Linked DNA regions of Mus musculus: region 1 is linked to region 2. The links are chromatin contacts, called in public promoter capture Hi-C maps. All regions are on one chromosome and are shown on one strand. The core of a region is the stretch at or near the end of the contact, and the rest is flanking DNA. Distances in the headings are between cores, read along the strand shown.

Region 1 (3,232 bases), core at 436-2,935, 1.1 Mb after region 2:
TAGCTCAGGCTGGCCTCAAACTCACCATGTAGTTACTAAGGCTGACTTTCTGTCTCCTGAGAAGTGCTGGGATTTACCAGGCATGATTTACACCTGGGATATTAGTCTTTTCATTTAGCTTTAGCTGTCCCAGAACTCACTATGTTGACCAGGTTAGCCTAGGACTCACAGAGATCTGCCTGCCTCTAGCTCCCAAGTACTGGGATTAAAATCGAGTGCAGCCATGTCCAATTTAGAGTCTTTTCTGATAGAGCTTTAAAAAACAGCTCCCAATCTCTTTGTCCTTTCTTCTTGTTAAGTGTTAAAAGTGCAGCTGGATAGAAATATGAAGTTTTAGTAGCAAGGAGATGTAGAGAAAGAAGGGTCAAGTGGAATTAACTCCTGAAACCTAACTCCATACTGGCAGATAAGCAAGCAGCATCAAGGGCAGACTTTCTCATTCTGTTCACGGAGAAAGGAAGGAAGGAAGGAAGGAAGGAAGGAAGGAAGGAAGGAAGGAAGGAAGGAGTGAGTCCTGGAGAAATGGCTCATGGTTCTGAGCACTGGTCACTCTTCCAGAGGATCTGGGTTCAATTTCCAGCACTCACACCGAAGCTCACAACTATCTGTTACTCCAGTTCCAGGGGATCTGACATCCTTACACAGACATGAATGCAGGCAAAACCATGTATAGGAAATAAAAACAAGTAAGTTATAAGGAAGGGAAGGGCATCAGGAACTCAGATGGCAATGTACTAAATCCTTGGGAACCTGGAAACACGGAACTACTGTGATAGTCCTTTGCCTGCAATTTTGAGAGAGGTTCTCACTGTGTAACTTTGGCTGACTTCAGTCTCAGAGAACAGCTTGTTTCTGCCCTCCGAGTGCTTCAATTAAAGGAGAGCACCAGCCTGCCCAGCTTCCCTGCAACTCGTTATCACTGAAGTGTTCCCAATAATTCAAAGACACAGTAGTGCAACAGAGTCAGCCAACAGTAGCAGAGGGGGCTCATTTTCTGTCTTTTGACTGATGGGAGGGCTACTCACCTTAGAGGAAGTATTTTCTTGTTTTTTACACAGAATACTAAGACATGGGAAACCCTTCATCTTCATTGCAAGGTTCTGCCAAAGGGAAAAGTAAAAGTTGGGACACCTGAATTTATGACCTCAGGTTCACAACACAGCTGACATTTAGAGAAGCAGATTTTAAGAGGACTGAGGGTTTTGGCAACAGGAATGCTTGAGATAAGCTTTGCTGGACCACTCGCAGTTTGGGGGGGTTATAACAGCAACTAATATTTTCAGTGTGCCTACTGTGGCTCAGCCACTTTGCATATCTATTTCATTTAGACCGTATTATCCGAGTTTACAGATAAGCAGCCAGAATCTAGCGTCTGCTGGTGTAAGGTCACTTGAGATCACTTGCCATGAGGTCAGGAACTGAGCTGATCAAGGACAAGCCAACTTGCTTTTCCGAGGCGCTGTTCAGTCGCGCAGGCCACGGTCGCCCTCTGCTGACGGATCACAGAGGCGCGCTGAGATTGATCCTTAAAAAAACCTAAAGGCGGGTGGAGTCTTCCCCCCCGCTAGAGGCCGCCACTGAACGAACAGCGTAACTCAGTGCGTCTGGCCCGTCTGTGGGAACTTCCTGCCAGATCTCGCTGATCCTTACAAAGACGGTTAACTTTACTTGACGTCCCTGTAAACAAAAGAGACGAGCGCCGACCCGGAAGTGGAAGCTGTGGCTTCGCGTTCTGGCCGGCCGGAAGGAGACCAAAGGGAAGTTGTAGCCATGGCTGTAGCCGTGGCCGCCGCCGGGGTCCTAATGGGCTCGGAGCCCGGCCCGGCGGAAGAACTCGCTAAACTTGAGTACCTGTCTTTGGTGTCGAAGGTTTGCACGGAGCTGGACAATCACTTGGGCATCAACGACAAGGATCTGGGTGAGCTGGAGGAAGGTCCCGATGGCTTTTGATTTTGGGGGTGAGGGAGGCAGGAGAGAAGCGGTTGATGGTGTGTGTGTGTGTGTCTGTCTGTCTGTGTCTGTGTGTGTGTCATCGTGACTTGGGCTCCGGGAACCTGTGGCGGTGGCCTCTGCTTGAGAACCATCCGGTCCGAGCTATTAGAAACCATTTCTGTGAGCTGCCGGTGAAGGCTGGGGCAGCAATTTCTGCTCGATTGTTGTTTTTCAGTTCTGGGGGGCGAAATAGCTTTAACAATAGCAGCAGCAGCAGCCCCCGCGAAGATGATGGTTGTAATTACGGCCAGTAATTTTTAGAAGCTCACAAGATATTATGGGTAGCTCTTCATCTACATTATCTTGTTTGGTCTTCGCACAGTCAGGCAGTAGTCAGCATCTACTTCGAGCTTGTGCTTTGAGCCGTGCTCTTAAATTAGTTACATCTTCTTATCTCTCACATACTAGTCATTAGATGTTTAAGGGCAAACTGTGACTAGGGGACCCAGAGAGAAAATAAGAAAGGCTCGGGGCCCAGATCGTAATTATATGCATAGCCGGAGCCCTTGTGAAAATGAGAGGCCGAGTATGTGAATTAGAAGCATGAGGGGAACACTTCCGTTTGATAGGTACAGGGTTGGGTGGTGTTGGGCTTTTTCAGAATGTCCTCAAAAGTAAATGACAGCCAGGCAGGCGCCTAGGATCTCAGGCTTGGGATGTGAGGGCAGAATGATTAGTAATTCCAAAGTCACACGTAGATAATCTGAGGGTAGCTTGGGCATGGTATGTATCAGGGTATGACCCGTCACAAAAAACGACGACAAAGCCGGGCAGTGGTGGCGCACGCCTTTAATCCCAGCACTTGAGAGGCAGAGGCAGGCGGATTCCTGAGTTCTTTTATAATTTAATTATTATCTGAGTCCATTTATAATTCCTTTTTTTTTTTTTAACAGCTGAATTTGTCATCAGTCTTGCTGAGAAAAATACTACCTTTGATACTTTTAAGGCTTCTCTGGTCAAAAATGGTGCAGAATTCACAGTATGTATATCTGAAGATTCTTTGTTTCCTTTTTGTTTCTTTGGTGTTGCTACTGAATTTAAATTTTGATCGCACTAAAGGATTTTTAAGTAGGAAGGAGCGATTTGTGCATATCAAGTAAATAAGCCATCAAATGTGTAAAGTTGCGTTGCTGGCCAGGGAGCCAGATTCCTTCCCCACTGTCCTAGGAGAATGCCGCAGGACTTCCGGCAGTAAGTCTGAGGATGCTGACATTCTTTTGTTGTTGTTGTTGGTTTGTTT
Region 2 (3,584 bases), core at 262-2,761:
AATGCAGGGCACACCTGTGATCCAGATCTTGAGGTTGGAACACAGGTTTCTAACCTGGATCTTGACATGGAGATCTTGAGGAATAGTGACCAGGAAAAGCTTAAACCCAGGTAAGGTAGTTACATGCATTTAATCCCAGGAGATGGAGGCAAGCAGATCTCAGTGTAAGGTCAGCCTGCAACAAAGCAAGTTCCAGATCCAGACCTGGTGGCACACACCTTTAATCTGGGACACACCTTCTGCTAGAGGCCTTCATAAGGACGTTGGAAGAAGAGCGATTCACTCTTCTTTGCTTGCTTGCACTTACTTGCCAGCACATCTGTTGGAACCTACTACTTCAGGATTCCAGCTTAGGCAGAAGACCAGCTGAAACAACGAGCCTCGTGGGACTGAGAGAACTACTAGATTCTTGAACTTCTCATTCACAGCTGCCCACTATTGGGTTAGTTAGAATACAGACTGTAAGTAATTACAGTAAATCACCTTAATTTATAGAGACATTCCATAAGTTGTGTGACTCTAGAGAACCCAGACTGATACAAGAAATGTCATGGTTCTTGTATTTCCTCTGCTTCAGAAATCTCTGTGCTATTCGGCCCTTCAAACATGAACACAGACACCCCCCTTTCCTCCCTCCTCTTTGGTACCTGTCACCTCTAAGTTAAATGCCCCTCTGCCATGCCCATAGCACCCCACTTCAATAACAGCATTCATCATGGTTGGTTTTAATTGTTACTTTGGCTGGCTAATTATTCTAGACAATGAATTTATGGTTCAATCATTCTAACTTGTAGCTTTTCCTTTGTATATGGCCCTACTTAAGGCACAAACAAGACAAAGTAGGTGCTGGGGTGTTTGGTTTCTTTGTCTGTTTGTTTTTGAGACAGGGTCTCTGTATAGACTATGTTGTCTTCAGAAAATCTCCCTACTTCACCCTCCCAAGTGCTGGGATTCAAATGTGAGCCTCCATTCTAAGTTCAAAAAAATTGCATGGTTAGTTGAGCGTGGTGGCATGTGCCTTTAATCTCAGCGCTCGGGAGGCAGAGGCAGGTGGATCTCTGTGAGTTCAAAGCCATCATGGTCTACAGAGTGATTTCAAGGCCAGCCAAAGCTACACAGAGGAACCCTGTCTTGAAAATCAAAAGAAAAAAATTGAGGCTCAAAGAGCATTTGCCTAGTATGTGCACGATCCTGGGTTCCATTCATAGCATAGCATAGCCAAGAAAAGAAAAAGAAAACTTGTCGCATAGATGATAGAACGAAACGTCACTGGTCACTGTCTTTTAGAGAGAGAACATTTTAGTGTCAGAGCCTGGAACATCGGCTTAATAACCAGACACAAGTTCTGGTGGGTATTTCCCCGCCGGCCTCTGGGGGCGCTGTGCGATCCGCGCTCACTTTACGCCGCCGGAAGTTGTCTTGAAGGCTGGCCGTTGCGGGGCGGGACCTCTGGGTCAGTCCTTCCACCCAGAGGAAGAGGGCCGTCTTTACGGTCGAGCTGCCCCTCCCATGGTCCGGCCCACTCCGGGGGGCACCTCAGCGGGAGTGCTGCGGGGACCCGGGAGGTATGGAGCTGGGAGGCAGGGCTCAGCGCGGCCTCTGTCTCGGATTCACTTTGGTTGTCCTGTGATTGCCTCTGAGATTCTGAGGGGTGCCCTTCAGGGGTACTCTGTGGCGGCGGCCTCTGGCAGCCTCTCGAGTGTCGCTTACTAAAAGGCTCACACCACGGGGTGGAGATGAGCGACAGGAAACTCTCCTGGAGAGGTTTCTGCTTGGGACCCCTTTGAGGCTTACCTCTGGATCTCTGCTTTCTGGGGGGAGGAGGAAGGGGCGATTACTGGCGCTCCCCGGGTGCCTGTGTCAGGAAGTTTCCCTTTAGAAGGACCTCTCTCTGCAGTCTCAAGAGAGTTTATAAATCTGAGCTTTCTCTGTGCCTGTCAGTTCAAGGGATGTAAAAGCCATCTTTCGGAAGCACTTTTCTCTTTATTCTGTTTCTTGTCAGATCTTTATTTTACCGGTGGATTCAACTGGGAATGGTTAAATGGAATTTATTGCCATCCAAATTAGTCATTCAAGAAAGCAAGTTATGCCGGGCAGTGGTGGTTGCACGCCTTTAATCCCAGTACTTAGGAGGCAGAGACAGTCAGATTTCTGAGTTCGAGGCCAGCCTGGTCTACAAAGTGAGTTCCAGGACAGCCAGGGCTATACAGAGAAACCCCGCCCCCCCCCCCCCGAAAGAAAGAAAGAAAGTTTTTCTCCATATTTGCACACTCTCCCTGAGGAAAAGATGTCAAGAAGAATCTAAAATCCCTGCTTCTTTCTTCACGGAAGTCATGGTTAAAAGGAGAAAACAGCCTGGTGTGCATATGCCTCAACTATTTCATCAGCTGGGAGCCAGCTTGGGGTACATGAGACCCTGTCTCAAAACAACCCCCTCCCCCCAAAATCAAACAAAAAGAACAGGAGTATTTGTGGAACTTCCTTCAGTATTTGGTGCCCTATCTTGTGCACAGGAACAAACCCGGCCAGCTGTTTTTGTCACCCCACTCTCTAAGCCCCTCCCTTTGTGGTGCCATTAACCCCACCCTGGCTGTGTGCCAAATCCTGGCCACTCATGGGATAAGGAGGTTAATTACAGCTCACTGCTCAGTAGTTCGGTAAACATCAGGGTGGTGCTAACTCCCTGATGCTCCCTGGCCTGCTGTTTGGATTCTGTCTTCCCTCACCACACGGCTTCTGTCCTTTTAGGTTGAAAGCTAAGCATGGGGAAGAGCTGCAAGGTGGTCGTGTGCGGCCAGGCATCTGTGGGCAAAACTTCAATCCTTGAGCAGCTTCTGTACGGGAACCATGTCGTGGGTGAGTGTTGCTGGGCCCGGGAGACTGGCAGAAGACCTTGAGTGAAGGATCTGGTCACATCCTGAATCCAAAAGCTAAAAAGGACACCAGCTGCTTTCACACCCTCCCAATTAGGGCTGGAGGCAGGGCTGACTGTCAGAGCCCTGGTCTAACATGTACTAGTCCTTGGGTTTGAACCCCACAATGGAGGGGGAAAATAAAACATTGTACCACCCAAGTTCTATGACATTGTACAAATCTAGAAGGAAGAAACCCAAAGCCAAGATAGGAAGAAGCCCATTCCCACCCCACAGCACTTGGCCAGAGGTGGATGTAGGGTGTCTGCTTCTATTACTGCCCGCCTTGTTGTTATCGTCTTTGAGAGGGCCTCACTGTACGGCCCAGGTTGGCCAGGAACTCTCACAGATCAACCTGTCTCTGCCCCTGCCTCCCCTCCTCCAAGAGCTTCAATTCAAGGTGTGTGTCTCCACACCCAGTTCTGTGTTGCCCTTTTGCTTGGTGTGATAAAGACATGACACTCGGTCTCACTCTCAAGTCTGGTCTCTCCCGAGCCCCCATATTCCTTATGCCCTGTGTCTGGTCGGCTTGTTAGGCTATCTACCTTGCTCCCATCTCCCATCTCTCTTGACTCATTTTAACCCAGGTTCTGAGATGATCGAGACCCAGGAGGACATCTATGTAGGCTCCATCGAGACAGACCGAGGGGTGCGGGAGCAGGTGCGTTTCTA

The links. Promoter capture Hi-C pulls out the DNA fragments that hold promoters and counts their contacts.
Region 1: a promoter capture Hi-C map of liver shows a contact between it and region 2, with 2.6 times the contacts expected there. The contact joins the promoter of Dhx8 here to the promoter of Nkiras2 in region 2. A contact is called at or near these places in 2 of 39 promoter capture datasets (erythroid cells and liver), 2 of 484 Hi-C or Micro-C datasets (neutrophils and uterus) and 1 of 9 other capture datasets (liver).

The regions. Positions count from the first base shown.
Region 1 is chr11:101,731,271-101,734,502 of GRCm38.p6, forward strand. It overlaps Dhx8 (DEAH (Asp-Glu-Ala-His) box polypeptide 8), which reads left to right and starts at 1,686. Exons shown (of 23, transcript NM_144831.2): 1 at 1,686-1,918; 2 at 2,886-2,971. The coding sequence starts at 1,771.
Region 2 is chr11:100,621,444-100,625,027 of GRCm38.p6, forward strand. Nkiras2 (NFKB inhibitor interacting Ras-like protein 2) reads left to right here and starts at 1,512. Exons shown (of 4, transcript NM_028024.2): 1 at 1,512-1,565; 2 at 2,749-2,856; 3 at 3,500-3,584. The coding sequence starts at 2,763.